Regions from separate parts of the Sus scrofa genome. Here region 2 is linked to region 1. The links are chromatin contacts, called in public HiChIP or PLAC-seq maps. All regions are on one chromosome and are shown on one strand. Each heading gives the region's core, a stretch centred on a gene start, on an enhancer-like site or on the middle of the called end of the contact. The rest is flanking DNA. Distances are from core to core; before and after follow the strand shown.

What was found. HiChIP or PLAC-seq counts read pairs in DNA pulled down with a chosen protein or histone mark.
Region 2: a contact with region 1 is called in an H3K27ac HiChIP or PLAC-seq map of alveolar macrophages. The contact joins the promoter of IMPA2 here to the promoter of SPIRE1 in region 1. A contact is called at or near these places in 1 of 5 promoter capture datasets (liver), 2 of 47 Hi-C or Micro-C datasets (embryonic fibroblasts and heart right ventricle) and 1 of 2 datasets of contacts at active chromatin or transcription factors (alveolar macrophages).

What each region holds. Positions count from the first base shown.
Region 1 is chr6:96,930,462-96,936,594 of Sscrofa11.1, forward strand. SPIRE1 (protein spire homolog 1) reads left to right here and starts at 3,562. Exons shown (of 18, transcript XM_021096025.1): 1 at 3,562-4,146. The coding sequence starts at 3,849.
Region 2 is chr6:97,305,969-97,312,101 of Sscrofa11.1, forward strand. IMPA2 (inositol monophosphatase 2) reads right to left here and starts at 3,761. Exons shown (of 8, transcript XM_021096044.1): 1 at 3,560-3,761. The coding sequence starts at 3,655.

The DNA.
Region 1 (6,133 bases), core at 2,312-4,811:
CAGCCAGCACATCCAGAGTATGAAGTACGAAGTACATTTATTCTGCAAAAATGATAAATAAACATAAGCTGATAAAACATTCAAGGATTCTTTCTTTGTCTTTTTGCCTTTTCTAGGGCCGCTTCCCGCAGCACATGGAGGTTCCCAGGCTAGGGGTAGCTGCTGGCCTACACCAGAGCCACAGCAACGCGGGATCTGAGCCACGTCTGCGACCTATGCCATAGCTCATGGCAACACCAGATCCTTAACCCATGGAGCGAGGCCAGGGATCAAACCTGCAACCTCATGGTTTCTAGTCAGATTCGTTAACCACTGAGCCATGACAGGAACTCCCAAGGATAATATTTTTTAATAAACATAACAAAATCAACAAAAACTAAAATTATATTCAGAGTGACATCACCACTTTTCACAGACCACACAGCATTTGAAAAAGGAGTATACCCTAAAAGAAAAAAAAAAATGGAGTTCCTTTTGCGGCACAATGGAAACAAATCTGACCCATAAGCATGAGGTTGTGGGTTCAATCCCTGGCCTTGCTTGGTGGGTTAAGGATCCAACATTGCCGTGAGCTGTGGTGTAGGTCTCAGATGAGGTTTGGATCTGATGTTGCTGTGGCTGTGGTGTAGGCAGGTGTGATAGCTCTGATTTGACCCCTAACCTGGGAACGTCTATATGCCACGGATGTGGCCCTAAAAAAAAAAAAAAGAAAAGAAAAAGGCGTATAAATGTTGATTTGAGTTTTTCAGACATTTTAACTATACAGAGAAATTTTTTAGAAATGGTGAATCTACAGAATAAAAACAATGACAGAAATTGGAACAAAGTATACTGTACATAAAGGCATTTGAATCTTGGAATTTGAGTTGAAGATGGGAAAGTGGGAAGGTCCCAGGTTATCCCATCGTGGCTTAGACCTGCCGAGAGTATGTCAGCATCTGAGAGCCTTTGCATCATTGTCATCAGTCACTTTCTAAGAGCCCTGGAGATGATGGACGGTGGGGCTTATCCAAATTGCAAAGGGTTCTGGAAATCATATTAAAAAATAGTACAGGACTTCCCACTGTGGTGCAATGGGATCGATGGTGTCTCTGCAGCACCAGGACACAGGTTCGATACCCAGACCAGCATAGTGGGTTAAAGAACCCAGCATTGCTGCAGCTTCAGGGTAGGTTGCAACTGCGGCTCAGGCCTGGGAACTCCATATGCCCTCTGGCGGCCAAAAAAGAAAAAAAGGTAAAAAAAAAAAATAGCAGTTATACTGTCTTTGTATAAAAAAGCATCAGGTACAGGTTATACAATGACTAGGTTTGTAATAGAAGATAGCTAGGATTTTTTCCTGTCATTGTTACCTTTACTTGAGGTTTACTTATTGACCTATGCCTGCTGGAGTAGCAACAGTCTGGCTCATGTATTGTTCAGCTGATTAGATCATTTACTTGCTTTGAGGGGAATGAGGTAAGGACAAAAATATTACTGACTTTCGGCTGTAGTTGTCCAAGTGCAATGCTGCAGCAATATCCCATAAGGCCAGAAGATGGTGGTGTTGTCTAGAAACGTAGACCATTCTGCTGGTTTTCTGCTCTGTTCAATCTAGTATTTTTAAGCCCTCTCTATTTTTCAAAATTCACACATGGTCTAAACTTTTAATATAGCAACACTTAGGAATTGTTTCTGTGGGGGTATTTCTACGTTTTTTTTCTTAGAGTTTTTTTTTTTTTTTCTTTTTACTGCTGCACCTGCAGCACATGGCAGTTTTGGACTAGGGGTTGAATAGGAGCTGCAGCTGTGGTCTTACACCACAGCCATGGCAGCACTGGATCTGAGCTTCGTCTGCAGCCTACACTGCAGCTAGCAGCCACGCTGGATCCTTAACTCACTGAGTGAGGCCAGGGATCAAACCCAAATCTTCACAGACACTATGTCCAGTTCTTAACCTGCTGAGTGACAATGGGAACTCCTAGACTTTATACTTCCTGTAGTTTTTGTATTTTTAGGGCCATGCTCATGGCATATGGAGGTTCCCAGGCTAGGGGGCGAATCAGAGCTGTAGCTGCCGGCCTATACCACAGCCACAACAACGCCAGATCCGAGCTGCATCTGTGACTTACACCACAGCTTACGGCAACTCCGGAACCATAACCCACTGAGCGAGGCCAGGGATCAAACCTGAAACCTCATGGTCCTTAGTCAGATTTGTTTTCACTGTGCCACAACAGGAACTCCCTAATTTCTGTGTTTCTAAATCAAGAGGCATATATATACATCCTACCAATATCATGTAAGGAATTGGTTGTTTTCTACTCAGGGCTGTGGCACACATATTTCATTTTTATAAAAAGGATTATAAACCCATGATTAAGTGATGTTAAATAATTGTTTTTCTCTCTTGTAATGATATTATACTTGAGTGCCTAAGGAGAATTTTTTTTCCTCTCGTCTTTCAATTTCTTTCTTTTTTTGGCCACACTCACTGCACATGAAAATTCCCCTGCCAGGGATTGGATTGAAGCTGCAGCTATGGCAATGCCGGATCCTTTAATGCACTGCAGTGGTAAACCTGCATCTCTGAACTGCAGTAGGACTCTTACCCCACTGCACCATAGCAGGAACTCACTCAGTTTCTTCCTTTTATATTCTCTCCTGTTTTCTTCTCTTCTCCCTAATTCTGCTACATGTACTGTGGTATCTTGGTCATTAATAATAGACTGCAGTAATTTCTACTAAAAGATGCAATTGTTGGGAGTTCCCGGTATGGCTCGGCAACAGTGAACCCTACCAGTATCCACGAGGATATGGGTTCGATCCCTGGCCTCGTTCAGTGGTTTAAGGATCCCACTTTGTGGTGAGTTGTGGTGTAGGTTGCAAAAGAGGCTCAGATCCTGGGATGCTGTGTCTGTGGTTGGCAGCTGCAGCATGGATTCAACCCCTAGATCAGGAACTTCCATTTGCCACAGGTGTAGCCCTAAAAAGAAAAAAAAAAAAATGTCGAGAGTGCCATATCTAATAACTGCCTTAAAAGGCTTACTGGTACTTACTATAGGTTCTTTCCTTGCTTGGTTGATGCTTCCAACTCAAGGTTCTCACTCGGCACTAATCTCAGAGTAGAATGTTACCATCGGCAGATAATTTGCAACAAGTTTGTACCTCAGGCCCTGATATGCGCTCTTGGAAAAAGCTGGTGAGTAAAACCCATTAAAGATCCAGTCCTCTTGGGGCTTAGGGTGAAGTTGGGAGTGGATAGGGAGGTTATCCAAGCCAATTGTCTGGTGCCTTGATGGAGATAGTACCCGACAGAGCAGAGCAGGGCGCGGGTACCGGGAGGAGCAAGGGCACTGTGAGGGTTGGCCCGAAAGAGAGAGGGTGCGGTGGTTGGACCAGCGCCCAGGAGCTGGCACTCGGCGGGAGCCTTTGCGGGACGGGGAGGAGCGAATCCCTGGGGCGGGACTTTGGGGCGGGGCCGACTAAGGGGCGGGGTTAACTATGGGGCGGAGCTAGGAAGAGGGACCTACCCGGGGGGCGAGACCAGGGGGCGGGGCTAGCCCCGGGCGGGGCTTTGGGGGCGGGGCCGCGGACGCCATTGCTCTGCTACTTGCTGGTGGCGGTCCTGTCAGGCCCCCTGACCAGCCCAGGTTCTCCGTCTGGTTTCTCACCCAGCTCCCCGGCTCAGTCCCTGGCCCGTCCCCTTCCTGGTGGCGGCCCCGGTCCCGCCCCGTCCCCGCCCTCTACCCGCAGCGGCGCGCCTGGCCCGCTGGGCGGGGTTCCGGGGATGAGGCGGCGGCGGCGCGCAAAGACGATGCTCCGCAGCTGAGGCGACGCGGCGTTGCGAGCGCGGCGCGACCCGCGGGATGGCTCAGCCGGCCGGTCGGGAGGGCGGCGAGGGGCCTCCGGACCCCGGGGAGGCCGCGGGTCCGCCGGCCGCGCTGAGCCTGGAGGAGATCCTGCGGCTCTATAACCAGCCCATCAACGAGGAGCAGGCGTGGGCCGTGTGCTACCAATGCTGCGGCTCTCTGCGCGCCTCGGACGCTGGCCGCCGCCAGCCCCGCCGCCGGGTGCGCTCGGCAGCGCAGATCCGCGTGTGGAGGGACGGCGCCGTCACCCTGGAGCCTGCCGCCGGCGATGCGGGAGAGCCGGCCCCCGCCTCGGGTGAGCCTCCGCCCGCCCCGCTATCCCTTCTCCCGCCGCGGACCCTCCCCCACCGCGACCCCCATCTCCAGCAGCACCACGGACGATCCCCATCCTGGCCCCCGGCGCTTCCGCCCCGGTCCACTCTCCCTTCATGTCTCGCAGGAGGATCCTTGCCGAGGCCCCGGGCCCTTCCCTTGCAGCTCCCGGGGCCGCCGCCCCCCGTCCTTCCGCGCCGTGCCCCTCACCCTCACGGAGGTGTTGGAGCTCGGGCGGTGGGAGCGTGGGCGGTGGCCCCGGGAGCCGTGTGGGCTCCAGGGTCAGTGCGCGGCCTGTCCAGCGCCCCTGCCCACGGCCGGCGGGGAGGCGTGGGGTCGCAGGCGGAAAGCTCTGGGCCGTGTGAACGCGCGGGTGGTGCTCGGGGCCGAGCCCGGGTGGGACGCGCTGGGCGCTGCCGGCTTCCAGAGACCTGGCCGGGCCGGCTGTCCCGAGGCTGCGCTCATCCAGCGAGAGGCTGGTAGTACTTTAAACCACTGCACACCAGGTTCTCTCAGTTGAAAATGCAGACAATTGAGCCCTGAGGAGAGAAAGCTATTTTGGGAGAAATGGAGGAAGCGACTGAATTATGATAAAAATAAAGAAATAATATGGTTTCCGTGCACCTTACAATTTGTTGTGATGGAAAACAGGCTTGTGAGGTTAAAAAGTTGACAGGTTGTCAGATAAATAGGTACAGTGGATTTTACTTAGGTCATTTTCTGATGTAAATTCTGGAAGACTATTACCTACCCGTCAGCATATAGCTAGGGCTTACCCAAATTTCTGTGGATGAAAAAGAGGTGGATAATAGGTTTCTCCTATCAGTTTTTATCTAATTCAGTCTTTCGAGAGACAAATCTATTAAAAACAGGAAAAAAAATCCACCCTCACTTTTAGGAAGTTGATGGAAGTGTCAAAATGTTTAAGGTGAAAGATGTGCTTCAGAATTAATAATGTGACATCTAATGAAAATCCTCATTAAATTGATCGGGGTAGAGAACAGTCAAGATTATGTTATCAATTTTTTCAGTTCCAACAGAGTAGTTATTTATTTTTGGTGTCAGATAAACAGATTTTTAGAATTTTTATTTATTTAAAGCTAGTCTTTTTAGGATTCTTTTGAAATTATTTAAGACAATTTTTTAGTCTATTTGATGTCTGTTGCTTTTAAACTTGGACTTAATGTTAGTGGGAAATATTTATAATTGCAGTTTATTTACAGTTTATTAACATGACATGAAAAGATGCTTTTGTAAAATATAGCAAAGCCATGTCTTCAAAGGGAAAAATGGTTGTGTGCAGCCTGGTTTTAGAAGTAGCATTGGGGGAGTTCCTGTTCTGGCTCAGCTGAAACAAATCCGAATCTGACTAGTATCCTTGAGGACCCAGGTTCGATCGCTGGCCTCGCTCAGTGGGTTAAGGATCTGGCGTTGCCATGAGCTGTGGTATAGGTTGCAGATGTGGCTCGGATCTGGTGGTATTGTGGCTGTGGCGTAGGCCAGCAGCTGCAGCTCCAATTCGACCCATAGCCTGGGAACTTCCATATGCTGCAGGTGCGGCCCTAAAAAGCAAACAAAACAAAACAAAACAAAAACAAGTGGCATTGGTAGTGGTGATTTCCAAAAGGAACAATTCCGAATTTACATTGTCCTTGAGCTTAATCCCAAGAGAGTATAGTTTAAGCTATGTTTGTGAACTATTAGTAGTTTAATTATCAAAGACTGCTGGATTCTGCTGGTAGTTTTTTAAAAAAATCATAACCTCATGTTGAAATGTATTCTTTTTTTACATCATTACTATGTATGATACCATGTTGACCTCAGTGTAACACACTCTTTCTGGAGAGAATGGCAGAGTTGTTTCCTACAGCAGCAATAGTGGATTTGTAATCCATTCTCTTCCTTCTTAGTTCTGCTGGTGACCTTTGCTGCTGGTTTTGGGGAGAGCCCAGTCTGTGTTGCTGATATGT
Region 2 (6,133 bases), core at 2,511-5,010, 380 kb after region 1:
CCACATGGCATAACTGTCTAGCTTGGAGGATGGAAGAAAGAGCTATTGTTGGAATTCCCATTGCAGCAGAGCAGAAACAAACCTGACTAGCATTGGAGTTCCCGTCATGGCACAGCAGAAACAAATCTGACTAGGAACCACAAGGTTGCGAGTTCGATCCCTGGCCTTGCTCAGCAGGTCAAGGATGCGGTGCTGCTGTGAGCTGTGGTGTAGGTCACAGACTCGGCTCAGACCCTGCGTGGCTGTGACTGTGGTATAGGCCGGCAGCTGTAGCTCTGTTTGGACCCCTAGCCTAGGAACCTACATATGCTGCGGGTGTGGCCCTAAAAAGCCAAAAAAAAAAAAAAAACCCCACAAAAAAGCAAAACACCTGACTAGCATCCATGAGGACCCGGGTTCAATCTCTGGCCTCATTCAGTGGGTCAAGGATCCGATGTTGCTTTGAGCTGTGGCATAGGGAGACATGGCTCAGATCTGGTGTTGCTGTGGCTGTGGTGTAAGCCGGCATCTGCAGCTCCAATTTGACCCCTAGCCTGAGAACTTCCATACGCTGCAGGTGAGGCTCTAAAAAGCAAAAAAAAAAAAAAAAAAAAAAAAGACCTATTATTTAGAAAATGGGTGTAATGATCAGAAAACTGGGAACAATAAACTCTGGGGGAAACGAAGGGGATGACACAGGACAGGGCACTGCTGCTTTCACGACAGTGCCTTCGGTGGTATCTCACTTACTCAGTTTCCTGTGTGAGCAACTGATAAAAAATAAAATCACAAATCAAAACAGTAGCTGCTGGCAATGCACGCCAGATGAGTGGGGACAGTGGGTTGGAGCCCCTGCCTCCCCCCAACCCCCCGGGCAACCCCCAGTGCATCGCCTTTACAGCACACCAGAAAATTCTTCCCCACCTTACAAGTAATATACAGAACAAAACCGACGAGATTCTAAAATCGATGGTGATCTGAAAATTTACATGATCCTATCAACAACAAGTTTGAAAGCCTAAACTTTTTAAAGCTATCAGTAATTAATTTCAATTAGCCATGCTACAGGAAAGCCTGAATTTATCTTTCTAGTCTCTGTAGAAAGTATGACAAAATCATTATCATTCAAAGATGCAAAGGCTATGAAGACAAAAAATGTGGAAAAAGTATTACAGAAGATTGAGAAGCAGTTAAAAATTATTTTTATGTATTTTTTTATAGTTGTTGGCATCTTAAAATGTATACTGTTGTGATCTTTCTTATCCTGAATAAACCATTTTTACCTCTAATTTTGAATTTGTAATTTTGTATTTTTTTCTTAAAAAGGGCCCCTAAATTGTCTAAACTTCAGGCTCAACAAGGCCTGGATCATACGCAGGGCAACTTAAACAGCATAATTTGCTAAGATAGTTTGTTCACCCATCACATAAAGATGATAAATACCCATTTTGATGAATATTGCTCTTTGTATTTGTGGTGGTGATGGGGTGGGGCTGGCTCAAGAGCCAGGGAAGGGCTACTGAAGTGGTGGGTTGCTGGGACTGGAAGTGATGCCTCCCAGAGGCACCACAGAAATGGGTGATGGAGGCCTTCCTGGAGAGGGCGGCACTTGGGGCAGGGAGGCCTCTCAGGATGGGGCAGCTGGGAGGTGACAGCAAATCATCTAGGGCCACCCTTAACAGAACCAGAGTCTGAAAGTCAGAGGGCCCTCCCTCTGCTCCCTGTACCTCTGAGTGTGCAGAACCCAGACTCTGGAGCAGCTGAGAGCAGCAAACAATAAAACAGCAGAAACCAGGGGTGGGCGTGTCTGGCCACAAGGCTATGGCACCTGCATCCACCCCCTCGCCCCCCTCCCCCGGGCTGAGGGAGGCACCAAAGGATCAGCCCCTTGGCTCCCTCCAGGCCAGGTCTTGTCCAATCAGCACCCTATTACTGCCAGAACATGGTGAAGACAATCTGTCCCTCTTTACACAGGTTAGGATGACCTGTGGCTTCTGTTTGTCTCAGCCACTGACCATTTGGCCACTCTCCGGGCCACTGTGCAGCCAGCAGACAGGCAGCATCAGCATACTGCCCAAGAGGGAGCCCAGAGTCCTGGGCCCCCTGACCAGACTCCTGATGTCAGAATCCTTACTGTACCCTTCCCCTACTCTCAGAAACAGCCTTTTCTGTCCTCAGCAAGTTGCAAAAGCAGAAGCTATCTGAGTTAAAATTCCTAAGACCTTTAGAATGGTGCCCGCCACACTGCAAGGTCTATGTAAGCGTTGGGAAATTTGTATAAAAAATGTTTCAAAAACTCTCTGTTTCCTCAAGGATCTAAATTTGAAAAACCACAGAAACCCATAACTCACAAGGGTTTACACAGTGATGTCTGAATCCTAAACTGGCTTCTCAAAGACTGAAAGAAGAAAAGGCTTATGGTGGAACTTAAAAGTTACCAAATATCCTGATACGTTTACTCTGGAGAGGAAGTGGGGGGCTCAGGGAGGGGAAGCAAGTATGCTCTGCGGCCAGTGGCGCTGCTTTCCAGGAAGAACGCTTGTCCTGCAGTTACAAGCTTCATCCAAGTAGCAGGTAAGGTTGAGGTCCTCCTTTTCCCAAGGATCAAGCCTCCCAGCGCCCCTTTAAGGAGTGTTTTCCTTCTGGGCTGAGGCGGTGGGGGGGGGGGGCTCCCACACAGAAGATGTCCACTAGGGTTGAAGGTTAACGTTTAGGGGATTAGAGGAGTCACTCCAAGAACCACACCATCACTGCACACGTGAGGGCTCACTTCAAACGCAGGACGGGTGACAACCTGTTTTCAACCTGTGCAGAACTTTCAGACTGAAAAGAAATTACCATTTGGGAACAGTAAGTCCTTCTGCGGGCAGGGCTCCTCCTACTCCTGTCCACCCCCTCTTGGGATCGCCAGAACGAAGCCGTGCGCCTTTACGCGCGCGCGAGGCGGGAGGAGGACGTTTCTCCGCCCGGCCTCCCCCCGCCCCACCCCGCGCGGGACAGTCCCGGAGAGCCCAAACCCCTATTCGCCGCCGCACGTGGCCTAAGGACCCCTCAGGTGTCGGGCACCAGGGAAATGAGGGAACAGAACACACACTAAAGTGAGAGGAGAGGGGTTGCTCTACGAAGGTTTCTTCAGCTCCGCTGCTCGACCTTCACCCTTCCGGTGTGGGTAGCAGTTCCTCCAAATACCGAGAGGAACCCTCTAGACTCCGGATGCGCGAGGAGAGGCCGTCCGCTCGACCTCCACACGGCGGAGTTCTAACCTAGGGCAACCGCACCACGTTCTGCCCAATGGATCAATTCCAAGGCAGTTCCAGCGCCCTGACCCTCCCCGGCAGTTCTGCGCGCAGATCCCGGCCCGCGTCTCCGACCCGCGGGACCCAGGGAGCCCGTGCAGGGGCGGCAGGTGCACAGGTGTAAGGAAGAGGTGCAGAGCCCCTCTGCGGTTGGCAGTCCCGGTCGCCTGGCCCAGCGTGGCCGGACCCGCCGGCCCGCGGGGTCTCAGAACCACCGCCCACACCCCGCGCCCACTCTGCCCCAAGTCCGAGCGCGCCCGCCGTGCGCTCCGGGCCGCGCTCACCTGTCCTGCCCGCAGCGCGAGCTGCACCGCCGCTTCGAAGCACTCCTCCCACGGGCCCCCGGCCCTCGCCGCCCTATCCTCGCCGCTTGGCTTCATAGCGGCCTCTGGGCCCGCCGGCGCCCCCCGCCCGGACGCCAGGCTGCGCGATCGCCTCGCACCTCCTGCTGCTCAGCGGCTGGGCCGCGCCTGCCCGCAGCCTTGCGGGCCCGTTGTGGGGGGCGGGGCACAGGCGGGAACCCGACCTGGAGCTGCGCCCAGCGGGTAGCGACGCCCAGCCCCGCCCCTCACCCCGCCTCCGCCGAGCCCGGCCCCGCCCCGCGCCGCTGGTGCCCCGCTCCTTTCCGCCTGCGTCGCTCTCCCTGCCCTGCCAGCGATGAGCCCCGCCCCAACAACCCCAGGCCCCGCCCCGACTGCTCCAGGAACCCTGGAGGGCGCTCGGTCCCTCCTGCGGAAAGCCGCGGGCTTGCGTGGCGGAAGAAGGGCGGGGCTAGGAGCCGCAGCAGCGCCCCGGGCCCGCGCTCCCCGCGGAGAGTATGGATGAGCCAGGAATGTTCCCTAAGCAGACCCCCGGAACAGCTGCTGCTCTCGTGCTCCCGCGTGGGCAGGAACCGACTGCTGCAGGCGCTAGTGCCAGACCCAGAGCTTGCGCTCAGGAGCTGCCTGGCACCCTCTAACCTGTGCTGACCACGTGGAGCCGGCCTGCGGTCCGAGACCGCGAGGACCCCGCGGGGGTCGCTCCTTACACCGTCAGCTTTCGTCTGTGACCACCGAGCGCCGGAGCAACTTGTAGAGGCAAACAGACAACACGGAGGCTTTAAGCGGAGCTGTAGGGCTTCGTCCTTGGGTCGCCTCACCTTGCAAGTGGGAAACCTGGATGGAGAATTGCCCCTACGGTGGGTTTGCGGCGGCTGAGGGCAGGCTCCGCTCCATCTTTCTTGTTCATATTTTCCATGATTGTCCCAAGAGGGAGTTGGTTTCTGAAAATCCTTAAGACTGTGCCCTGGATGCCTCACTTCAAATGTATTCAGAGTTGATCTTTGCAGCAGGTTTTCATTAGCGATCACTCCCAGCAACAAGCAAAATAACGTTAAGACGCTGAATTAAGGCAGACAAGCGATTGCTAACAAATGCTGTACATTTATCACCCAGCATTGTGCAGGTCCCACAACAAAGAACATCCCCGGACACCCCTTAAAGCTCTGTTCTGGCAGAATCATCTGCAGGAAACATTCTCTGCAGGATTATTTCTCCTTCTCTTTGGTTTCCACCATAAAATGTGCTTTTTCCTGCTGGTCCCATTGAGAAAGAGGGTAACATGTGAGGTCCTTTGGCTCCCCTGGGTGTGCCACTCTCCAAGCTCTGCCTGGCTTTTCTGGGGAGACTCCTTTGTCCTGTGCCATGTCCCCAGCTCACTCTTTAGTGCTACTCTATGCCTGTGGATCCTATACTTTAGACCCTGGAGACAAACTGTACTTCAGTAACCAGCCACCTTCATTCTGTTACAGTCCTACCTGCAAGGCACAGTCTGTAAACTAAATGAACACTATTTCCAATTCCGTGCTCCTGAAACTCCCCAGGGTGACCTTCCTGAGATGAACTCCTGGCCCGCCTTCACCTGACTCTAGGTCAGCTCTGCACCCCATCTCCAATAGTCCACTCCCGGCCTGGACTGTTCACACTTCCTTCTCCCCTCCAGAGACGCCAGGAGCAGCTTCTGGCCTCAGACAGCACTCCAGGCGGCTGCCGCTGGGACCTCTGGGCACACTTCACCTTGTCTTCATGTGCACATCTGTAAAGTGGACATTCCACCTTCATCAAGTTGTTTTTGAGACATAGGCGAAAAGCTGTTTAAAAGGCCTGGCACACAGGAAGTGCCCATTCAGGGCTGGCCCCTTCTCTCTGTTCCCATGGCTTCAGTGCTGCCTAGCCGAGCTTTCTCTCTGTCCACAGGAATCTCCAGACCTACTCTGCTCACTGTCCCCGTCCCCGTGCCCTCACACTGCACCCCCACCCCTGGCGCTTCACTAGAAGGTGATTTCCCTCCCCCTTCACCTGCGGACACACAACACCTGCCCCGCACCTGTGGGTCTGCCATTTCTGAGGAAGGGGTGCCTCTCCTCCAACACAGCCCCCTCCCCTGTGTGCTCCAGTCACCCCTGCTCTCCCTCTGGACCCTGCATCCCTGAGCCCTGGTCTCCACCATTTCTGCTTGTTGCCTGCCCTCCATGGTTGGCTCCGTCCTTCTCAACAGCCCTGAACATGCTGACGTCTCTCGCTTCTTAAATGTCCCTTGCTGATCTTCACCCCTTGTGATCACCACCTCTCTCATCTTGTCAGAGTCTCCCTTTTTTTTTTTTTTTTAGCTATTTCTTGGGCCACTCCTGTGGCATATGGAGGTTCCCAGGCTAGGGGTCGAATTGGAGCTGTAGCCGCCAGCCTACGCCAGAGCCACAGCAACTTGGGATCTAAGCCGCATCTGCGACCTACACCACAGCTCACAGCAATGCCAGATCATTAACCCACTGAGCAAGGGCAGGGACTGAACCCGCAACCTCATGGTTCCTAGTCGGATTC